Regions from separate parts of the Mus musculus genome. Here region 1 is linked to region 2. The links are chromatin contacts, called in public Hi-C maps. All regions are on one chromosome and are shown on one strand. Each heading gives the region's core, a stretch centred on a gene start, on an enhancer-like site or on the middle of the called end of the contact. The rest is flanking DNA. Distances are from core to core; before and after follow the strand shown.

Region 1 (5,243 bases), core at 793-3,292, 660 kb after region 2:
AGCACACACCACAGTGCCTGGCTTTTTCTCTGGGTGCTGGAATAAACTCAGGTCCTGATATTTAATAGTATGCACTTCACCTTCTGAGCATGCCTCCCCCAGCCCAAATATCAAATATTTTAAAAACACATCCATTTGGGGGTTGGTGAGATGCTAGCTCAGCAGATAAAGGCACCCAGGCCACGCCTCGGATGTAGTCTCTGGTATGAAGAGGACAGTTCTCACACACTGTCCTCTGACTCCACACATGTAGTGTAGCTTGTGCTTATCCATTGGGATGGATGGATAGATAGATAGATAGATAGATAGATGATAGATGTGATTTTAAGCATGTATAAAGCATTTTTAAACATTCCATCTGAGTCCTCTCTGTTGGAAGAATCTGTCTTCAGAAGTTTTCATTTGCAGGAGACTATAGGGACTTACAAAGGATGGAGTCCATATTCATTCAAATGTTTAAAACATCCTGTTGGTCACTTTTGAGAATGCATAGTAAAACATTCATAGTGATGTGCTTGAGTCCTGTTATGTTAAGAGGTGAAAACTGTATATCTACTACTCTGTCACTTGTATCTAATGATAACATGGGTAACACACTCAGCACCAAAAGTAAGAATTCACCAGTGTATTCAACAGGGACACGTGCTAGGGGTGTGTGTGTGTGTGTGTGTGTGTGTGTGTGTATGGTGAATGTGTGTGTGTGTGTGTGTGTGTATGGTGAATGTGTGTGTGTGTCTATGTCTATGTGTGTGTGTGTCTATGTCTATGTTTATGACTATGTCTATGTATATGTAAGTGTGTGCATGTGAATGTGTGCGTGTGAGAGTGCGGTGTATGCGTGAATATGTGTATGTGTGTGAGCTGCGTGTATGTATAAGTTAGAAGTTCAGGTCAAGTGTCTTCAAGTGCTGTCCACCTAGCTTTGTTTGTTTCTCTTACTGAGCCTGGAGCTGACAGGAGCTTAGACTGGCTGGCTTAGCAGGCTTTGGGGTGTTCCTGTGTCTGCACCCCTAGCACTGGGGTTTACATGGGTTCGAGGAGTCCTTCATCAGGGTCAGACAAGTGCAGCAAACACCTTTACTCAGTAAGTCACCTCTCCAGCCCATGCCTGCGTTTTAAATGAGCTTAAACAATGGAGTTAAATAACTCAGCCATTTGTGCTTGTGGGCAGGATGCGAAGATTTCTCTCCTGATGCTTAGGATTGTTTTTGTCAGGCAGGGTCTCACTATGTGGCCCTGGGGGGGCCTGTAACTCACTATGTAGACTGGCTGGCCTTAAACTCACAGAGATCCATCCACCTCTGTGTGCGCAGAATAGAGGTATGAGAGAGAGAGAGAGAGAGAGAGAGAGAGAGATGCCACTTTGGCACCTGATAATATTTTTACTAAGAATAAAACATAACAATTAAATATTACTAATACTATGCATATTGTGAAGACATTTATGAAGAACTTGACTGATTTAATTCTGGATCTTGTCCTTCAAAAGTTTCTTTAAAATCAGAGTCCTCCGGGGGGACATGGACACATGGATGCTGTTAACAGCTTGCTCACTGAGGAAGATGAATTTGTGGGAGGCATGATAGAGCCTAAGAATAGCTGAAGCCACGGCTCTCGTACACATGAGGCTCTAAACTATTATGGGAAACAAAACAGGAAGTCGAATTTAAGTGGTGGCCATCAGTAAGAGCAGCCTGGACTGGGGTTAGGAAGTGGACAGGATTTTATAAGTATCCAGATGAAGGGTGGGACTAGGTAAGAACGCTCGTGAGGAAGGAGCAACGTTCAGGAGATGGGCAGGCGGATTGGGGACATACTGATGCTTTGGGTCCCAGAAGGACACCTAACCCAAGGAGCAGCACAGGCTAGCAAGGTGGCTCAATCCAGCCGGCAACCTGAGCTCAATTTCTGGAGACATTACCTCACACAGTTATCCTGTAACCTCCTGGTGAACGGCATAGCACTGTGTGTTCAGGAGGAGAAAGCTGGCGAGACAGGAGGGCTTGAGGACTTGGCATTATTTAAGTGACTGTTAGCAATGAAGATAAGAGAAAGCACCCAAAAAGGACATACTGTAGGTATTGAGCGTAGGGAATGGAGAATGGAACGCTATAAAACGGAAGGCATGTAGGGGCACGGGTGAAAAGTCCAAGAGATCAAGAAAACCGAGGGGTGGAACCCTTGGGCAGGAGTTGGGTCATGCCTGACATGCTCTGGGAGGACAGCACATTGCGGAGGGATGGAGGGGAACTGGGAGGCCAGTGTAGCATGCGAGTTTATAGACTGTCTAGACTCTCCAGTACTTCAGAAGGCATCCAGCTGGGGGACGTGGAGTCAGAGGAGAATGGGAAAGACATGTGCCTGGATTTACAGGCTGAAGGAAGACGCCAGGAGACCTGGGAGATTCAGATCCAGAAGTGAGTGGGTGAGAGTCGGGGTAGGGCACAGTGGAAGGATGTGAGGAGGGCTGCAGACGAACATCTGCATTGGAGGGACATGGAATGACGTCACTTCTAATGTCCTTGGTTTTCTTGGTCTCCCTAAGACAAAAGTCTTTGCTAAAAGTGGGAAAGGGGTTGGCTGTGGTCACTAGAAATGTGGTGTAGCCTGAGACACGTGGGACTTTACATGCATGGCTGAGGCCTCACTGAACTGTAATGGTTGCAGTTCATGTCAGTAATTTGTCTCTGGTGTCTCCAGTCAGTGCACATGTGGGAGGCAGAGATGTTAGAGTGTGGGGTCAGGAGCATCTTATGTAAATTTTAAATATGAAATAGATTTGGAAGAATTTCTACAGCAAACACCCATATTTCCATCACCTGGATTCTAGAATTGATTTTTTTTAACGTGCTTTACTGCCTGCGTGTCGAGGTGGTGGTGTGAAGTGTGCGGTTTTTATTATAAAATTTCAAACATACAAAAGTAAAGGCTGTACAGTCCCCTCACCATCTGTCGCGACAGTCATCAGCCATGGCTAAAACTGTTTCCGGATACCCGCCCACCAGGGGTTCTCCTTCTCATGCCCTCCCCTGGGCTAGGCAAAGGCCTGCAGAGGTGAGGTCTGCAGAATGGATTTGTTAGGAGCTTATGAGTGCAGTTGGGTCACGGCCCTGGAGCAGGGATTGTCTTATGATCAAATCGCAGGTCGGCAGAGAAGGAGGAGAGACCAGGCAGGAATGAGACACTGGAGACGTTCAGATGGGGGGAAGGGGGCCTGGGATGGGAAGAAGGTCAAAGAACAGTGATGGTGTGAATGAGAGGGCCAGGGAGTGGGAGGCAGTGGCGGTCAGCGGCTGCAGGGTGTAAGTTACAGAATCCTTTCCCCGTGGAGAAGAAAGACGTAGGGTGTGAAGACAAGGGCTGGGTGGGCAGTGTGAGAAATGACAGAGTTTACTGGAGATGGAAAGCTGAAGAGACTCTTGGACTGAGACAAGGGGGGAAAGCTGGTGAGCCACACTGCCTAGGCACGACCTGTGTGACCTGTACCTCCGTATCTGCAACTGTGAAATGGGAGATGGTTATAGAGACAACCCCCAAGGGTTAAAAACACGAAAGGGGTTTCGTTGAATCGTGTAAAGCGCGCTCAGGCAGTACCTGGCCCTTCAGAACTACTCAAGAATGGGAGGTTGTGTCGTAGGAGTTTCTTGTAGATACTAAAGTCAGCCAGGCTGGTGACAGGATTTTTGTTGGAGACACTATGGGGATAAGATGAGAGGACCAGGGAAGCTTGAGTTTTGTGTGTTGGACAGAGAATTAGAGTAAAATCTATTTTAACTACATTGATATGGAAAGCCTTTATTATCAAAGGTCAAAATTCAGTTTTTAAATTATTTGATCTGCCAATACATCACCATAAGGATTTGTCTAGTATAATATATTTTGTTAAAATGCTTTCGGATCCAGAGTTTGAAGAAATCCTAGTATAAGATGACTGCATAAAGATGGTCTGTGTTTGTATTTGTAAAGCACAGCTTCCAATCTCTCTCTCTCTCTCTCTCTCTCTCTCTCTCTCTCGCTCGCTCGCTCGCTCTCTCACTCCCCCCTCCTTCTCTCTCTCTCTCTCCCCCCCCTCTCTTTATTTTGGACACAGGGTCCCTCTGTGCAGCTCAGGCTGGTCTAGTATTAGCTAGGTGTCCCAGGCTGGCCTCCAACTCCATAATCCCGCCTCTCCCCCTGAGGGCTGGCATTACTCAGCTGAGTCGTCAGACTTTGCTCCAGTGTAAAGCACAGCTTTATAGTATTAATAAAGGACCCCACTTTTGGTCTGGATGTAGTCATTGTTCTGTCTTAAAAATAAATCCTTTCCAAGTACATGAATTAGACTCTAGTTTTGAAGAACCTTCTTTCGGAGCTGTTTAAAGAAAGAGGAAACAGCCCTGCAGCGTACTGTTTAAAAGCCCAGGATATTCCTCTGTAAATACATGTTTCCAAATTTAATTAAACTGAGGGGTGTTGTGCCAAATGCAACATTTGGTTGTTGCTGTTTCTCAAGGAGCATTCTAAATCCATCAAAACATTAGGCAGAGTTATTCATTTAAACCATAACTTGGAATGCTGCAGGCTAGCTGGTTTTTGTGGTTTTAAGAGAGGCCATGTGTTTGACTCTTTATATAGTGAGGAAGGAAACATTCATTGCAGTCACTATTATATTTTGATTTTATGTGTTGTCTCCTTTGGTCAAACGATAGCCCGGGTTATCCTACGTTGTGACAGGGTAAGTCACTTGCCTGAGGGTACTGGAGCATGAATGTGTTTGTCTGTGTGTGTGTCTGTGTGTGTGTGTGTGTGTGTGTCTGTGTGTGTCTGTGTTTGTGTGTGTGTGTGTGTGTGTGTGTCTGTGTTTGTGTGTGTGTGTGTGTGTGTGTGTGTGTGTGTGTGTGTCTGTGTTTGTGTGTGTGTGTGTGTGTGTGTGTGTGTGTGTGTGTGTCTATGGGTGTCTCTCTGTGTATCTGTGTCTCTGTATGTGTGTGTTTGTGTGTCTGTGTGTCTGTGGAGTGGGAATAATGGGGCTTCATCTTAAGCTTGCCCACTGGTAGGACTGGGTCTCTTCATGTCCTTGGAGAGTGGAGGATGTTGTGGGGTCTGTGTGGGTGGACCTTGAATACCTGTGCCGAGCAGGACTAGTGCGGATGGGAACTCACAGTCCAGAGCTGTCAAGGCTACCAGGTTCTGACCCTCACGGTACTCATCTGATCTGCGCCTGACCCTAGGCCAGCAGTTCCCAACTTTCCTAACGACGCGAC
Region 2 (4,983 bases), core at 1,370-3,869:
GAGCATCTATGGCTTCTAGGCAATGTGACATAGTGATGTCAGAGCACAGGCTCTACTCTTGGAGTCCTAGGTCTTCTTATCTGTAAAATGGGATGATAACACCAGGTACAGAAGCAGGTTGGTGGTCCAGTGTCTATACCTTGGGCTTGCTCCTTGTCAAGTGGTCAAGGCACAGACAGCCCGTAGCATGAAGGCATTGCATCAGTGTGAGCCTGTTATACAGGCAAGCCTCATCTGTCCTCTGGATGATCACAGAGCTCAGCAGCCTCTGAGAAAGGAAGGGGTAGTACCCAGAAAGGGAAGAAGAGGGACTTGGGTCCTAGAGAGCCCCAAAGCAGAGTGGAGAGGCCCTAGAAGTATACTGCTAACAGCTGGAATAGACAGGTTTCAACCAGGAGCCTGCTAAACAGGGTCAGCATGGCCAGCCTGGGTGGGATTAGGATGGGAACAGGAAGATGCAAGGTTAGGCAAGAACAAATGCACCCAGTGTTCAGGCTTAAAGCTTCCATCTACCGGGCCCACCATGACACATGATCAGGCAGTGCCCCACCCTAACTTACTCTCTATTGAATAGAATAGTGGTTTTCATACTATTCCTTGGCCCAAGAAACTCCACTTTGCAAGTAGCTTTTGACTCCATTCTGAGGATGGAAGAGGTGGACATGCGGACAGTGCCATCTATGGGACCCACCAACCACTTGATAAAGAGTGATAAACGACTTATTCTTGGGTGCCAGCCTAGAATAAATCCAGTCTAGAAGAGTGAAGGGCATATTAAAAATCATGTCAAGAAAAACAGACCGGAAAGGGTGAAACTCCCTTAAAGGACCCCAAGGGAGAAGGACACTTAACTCTTCAATAGCCATGGCCCCATCAGCTCATCATCTGGCCACCCAGCTCATGCAGAGGGTGTGCCTAGGGCCCTAAAAGAGAGAGCTCCCAGCTGTTCCAGGGACCTCTGCTTACTTTGGTCCCCACTGTTGATGCAGCCTACTTGACTTGCAGATATGCCTATCTTCCCGTTTGTCTCTCTGGGTCTTCTGTCTGTCCGTATATCCAGACCTGTTCGCCTATTGCTCCTCCAGCCTCCACAGTTCTGTACTGCCTCTGCCTTTAGACTCCTTTCTCTGGAACTCTGCTCAAACCTGTGGCTTATCAGCAGCAGGGCTCCAGCGATCACTCAGCAGAGCTCCCATCCTGGTCCACTGTTCCCCTTTGGAGACTCTTTTTGATGTTTCCATGCCTCTCTGGTCTCTTTTGAAATCTCTTGAACACTTCTGTGGACTTTTTTGTTTTGCTTTTTTAAAGCTCTCTCTCTCTGTGTGTCCATGTGTTTGCATGATGTATGATCTGAGAGTTAATATTAGCAGTTAAGATTATAATAAAAAGAAACGGTGTTTGCCTTGGCCAGAGCTATCAAGGCAAGCGAGGCTACTTGCTGACATTCTGCCAGTGGAGCAGCTGTACCTTGTAGATTTCTTGTTACTCAACACATGCTGACATCGTGAAAGGACTCCAACGCATTCATCTGTGTTTCTGACATAGCACACTTATGACATCAGGGTTGAGTGAGGGAACCTGACCACACTCCAAAGCCCACGTTGGAGGTGGGCCAGAAGATACTAGAAGCGTCGGGCCGTTTTTCCTGCAGTCTTGCCCCCATTAAGTACTCGCCTCACTGTAATGTTTGCTGGTAAAACAAACAGATCCTCACATTTCCCTGACTGAACCGCCTGGGGTGGGCTCCTGGCTGGGAGGAGGCTGTCTGTGTGCTGCCTCAGGGGCCCAGACTCTCAATGACTCTGCTCTCCTTATGGGATGGCTCAGAGTCCTCTGCAGTCAGCAGGCACACAGGAGAGAGAGAGACAGGAGGCGCAAGCTCATCTTGTCTCCTCGGCCTGGGTGCTACCATCTACCGCTTAGATTTTGTTCTCACGGTGAGGACCAGGCTCACACCCACCCATCTCCATGCTTTTAGCTGCTCTGCTCTGCTCATAGAGCTGAGCCCATAGCCCAGGATGCTCCCTCCTCAGGAGGCCTTTTAGCTCTCCTCGTTTGTGTTTGTTTGTTTGCTTGAGACAGAGTTTCTCTGTGTAGCCCTGGCTCTCCTGGAACATGTTCTATAGATGAGGCTGCTCTCAAACTCAAAGAGACCCACCTGCCTCTGCCTCTGCCCCTGCCCCTGTCCCTGCCCCTGCCCCTGCCCCTGTCTCTGCCTGAGTGCTGACATTAAAGGCATGCACCGCCACTGCCCAGCCATTCTTAGCCCTTCTTTAAGATGCTTGGTAGGTTATTGGTCCCAGGCCCGGTTTTAAAAGGAAAAACCATGGATGTTCCTGAGGGGAAATGGAGGGCACAGGTGGACACCCTCAACGAGCTGGTACACACATTATCCTCTTAAAACTTCAGGCATTCTGAGTGCCTCCCAAGTCTCCTCTAAGAGACCCTAGAGTCCACTTCAGGTTGCTCTCCTCTGGGCTCGGTGACCTGGGCCCAGCAACTGTGATGGTCAAGTCCAAAAGTCCCCATCAGTCAGAACTGGATCAAAGGAAGAGATGTGGGTGGAGCTCAGGCACGTCACAACGTGCTTTCTCTCACCCAGGCCTTGTACCTCTAGCCAGGGCTTCTTACACACCTGCTGCCAAAAGGAGGGACATGAAGAGTAGCCAGGCTGCCAGACCTCAAGGTGTTTCTGAGTTTATGACAGGATGACCAGACACCTGATGAGAAGGATGCCAAGCTCCTGACAGGAGAAGAAGCAAAGGATGAATGCCAGAGGGGCCATCATGGGTGAGTCACTCCTCTGGGGCAATTGGAGGAGGCATCCTGGAACTTAGAACTTGCAGGAAGGGGTGGGGAGCACGGGGAATGGAGGGGAGCACGGGGAGCGGTGGGGAGCATGGGAAGACTCGCTGGCATTCCTACTTGTTTTTATGTGTGTGATACTTTATAGTTGCAAAGCCAGTGAGGTGTGTGAAGCAGAGAAAAGAGAGAGAGAGAGAGAGAGAGAGAGAGAGAGAGAGAGAACACAGGCCCAGAGAGGCTGAGCCCCCTTGCTCAAGGTTGCACAGGAATTAGTAAGACTACAAATATCCTGCCTACAGTTTTGGTGTTTTTTGTATAAGTTTGACAAATGTTTCTCTTCTTCAAGGGCCGATCAGGGCAGGTTCCCCAGGCTGGGTAAGAAGCCCCCATGTAGGGCACAGACTCCCTGGAGGGCATCTTGAGTCTAGGTGCACAGCGTCCCTTTAAGAACATGTGTTTCCTGTTTTCTTTCTCCTGCTGGCTAAGGGCAGAATGGGGTTTTCCTGAGCGGAAGACCAGTGAAGTCCTGCTCAGTGCCGTCAGCTTTGGCTGGTCTGGGGCTCATAGCTCTATTATTCTGGAGCTGATCTGCTCTGGCCAGTCTTCCTAACTTGATACTCCAGTCATCCCAGATCTTGAACCCAGGGTCTTGACTCTTAGATGATAGTTTTGGAATATTCCTTAAGAATTAATCAAGGTCTTAGAATTGGTACTGCCCTGGAACAGAGACACTAAGGCTGAGGGAGGGAGGAGCAGGTCTCCTCAAAGAAGCAAAACAAGACCTTAGGCAGCCGAAGACCCAGGGCAGGAACTTCACCCCCATGCCCCTCCCACTGTTCTCATTCATCCTGGGTGCAAGTTGAGGTTAGACCTCACTCCAGTCTGCTAGACGGTACCATGCGGAGTTGGCACGGTCTGGGTTCAGGCCATAACAGCTGTGAATATAGAGTTCCTGGAGGCTAACCGAACATCTTTTTCTACTGTCTGGTTCATGATTTTTGTTTCTTAGAATATATCATAGTTCAGGGAGATATCACTGAGCCTGGTGACCCGGGTTCAATCCCTAGGACCCATATGGTGGAAGGAGAGAACCAGATCCTGAAAACAGTCCTCTACGCATGTGCATGTGTGCACATATATATGTGTATATACACACTTTAGAAATATATGTATATGCATATATGTGTGTATGTATAAATAAATGCAATGAAAAAGGATATATCCTTTTTTAAGATTTATTTTCATTTTTGATTATGTGTACAATTATGTGTGTGTGTGTGTGTATACACACTCGAGAGAGCGCACACATGCATGCATAGCTATATGTATGAGGGCAGGTGCCTGCAGAGTCCAGAATAGAGTATAGATCCTTAGGAACTAGCTGGAATTATACATGGTGTGAGCTACCATAGGTGGGTGCTGGAAACTGAACTTGGGTCCTCTATATAAGCAGTATGCCTGCTCTTAGCTGCTAACCCATCTCTCTAGCCCCATCTTAGTCTGTTGTATGTTTCTATGACAAAATACCTGAGGTGGGATAATTATAATATAAAGAGGTTTATTTTGCTTACAGTTTGGGAAGCTCAGACACCATGATCAAGTAGCCCACTCCATGTGGCTTCTGGATGACAGTGTTCTGTAACAATATGGCGGATGACATCACCTGGTGGGAGCACAAATAGGGGCTGTGAGTGTCACACACGGAACTAGTTTTTTTCCCACGATGAGCTAGCCCACTCTCTTGGGGTAGGCATTCCTTCTGAGGGTGGCATTTTCATAACTCAATTATTTCTTTCTTGAAGGTTCGACCATCCTTCTAATAGCGTTGCATTGGGGACCAAGTCTCTAGTATCTGTGAGATAAATCATACCCCAGACATGGCAGAAGAACTACAAATGAAAGGAGTTACAAGAAGTCTGCAGAGCTTTGGAGCTCGGTACCAGTGGAGGTATGAAGAGGAAAGCCAGCTCCCATGATGGTTGCCAGCCTGCATACAGAGACTACCCTATCTCTGCTCCCGCTGCTTCCTCTCCCCATGCCCCTGCAGAGGGACTATCCCCTCCTGAGGCTTGTTGGAGATCTGGTTCTGTGTCTTGCAATTGCTCTTAAGAGTGTTAGGGTGTGGATTGGAGAGATGGCTTAGCAGTTAAGAGTGCTTGCTTCTTTCCCAGAGGATTC

The links. Hi-C and Micro-C count contacts between places; a contact is called where the count stands out from the background.
Region 1: a Hi-C map of bone marrow-derived macrophages shows a contact between it and region 2, with 18 read pairs. The contact joins the enhancer-like site here to the promoter of 1810073O08Rik in region 2. A contact is called at or near these places in 1 of 39 promoter capture datasets (the C10 cell line), 1 of 484 Hi-C or Micro-C datasets (bone marrow-derived macrophages) and 1 of 115 datasets of contacts at active chromatin or transcription factors (pancreatic cancer cells).

The regions. Positions count from the first base shown.
Region 1 is chr17:84,577,774-84,583,016 of GRCm38.p6, forward strand. The region is part of intron 15 of Plekhh2 (pleckstrin homology domain containing, family H (with MyTH4 domain) member 2); the gene reads left to right. Among named protein-coding and RNA genes, the nearest start is that of 4930500A05Rik, 28 kb to the left of the region's middle. Within about 2 kb of position 2,043, at least 7 of the 459 cell types and tissues checked have an H3K27ac peak or open chromatin away from gene starts, as enhancers often do. A contact at or near this core is called in bone marrow-derived macrophages, where this site is marked.
Region 2 is chr17:83,915,315-83,920,297 of GRCm38.p6, forward strand. It overlaps 1810073O08Rik (RIKEN cDNA 1810073O08 gene), which reads left to right and starts at 2,620. Exons shown (of 2, transcript NR_166916.2): 1 at 2,620-2,790; 2 at 4,608-4,983.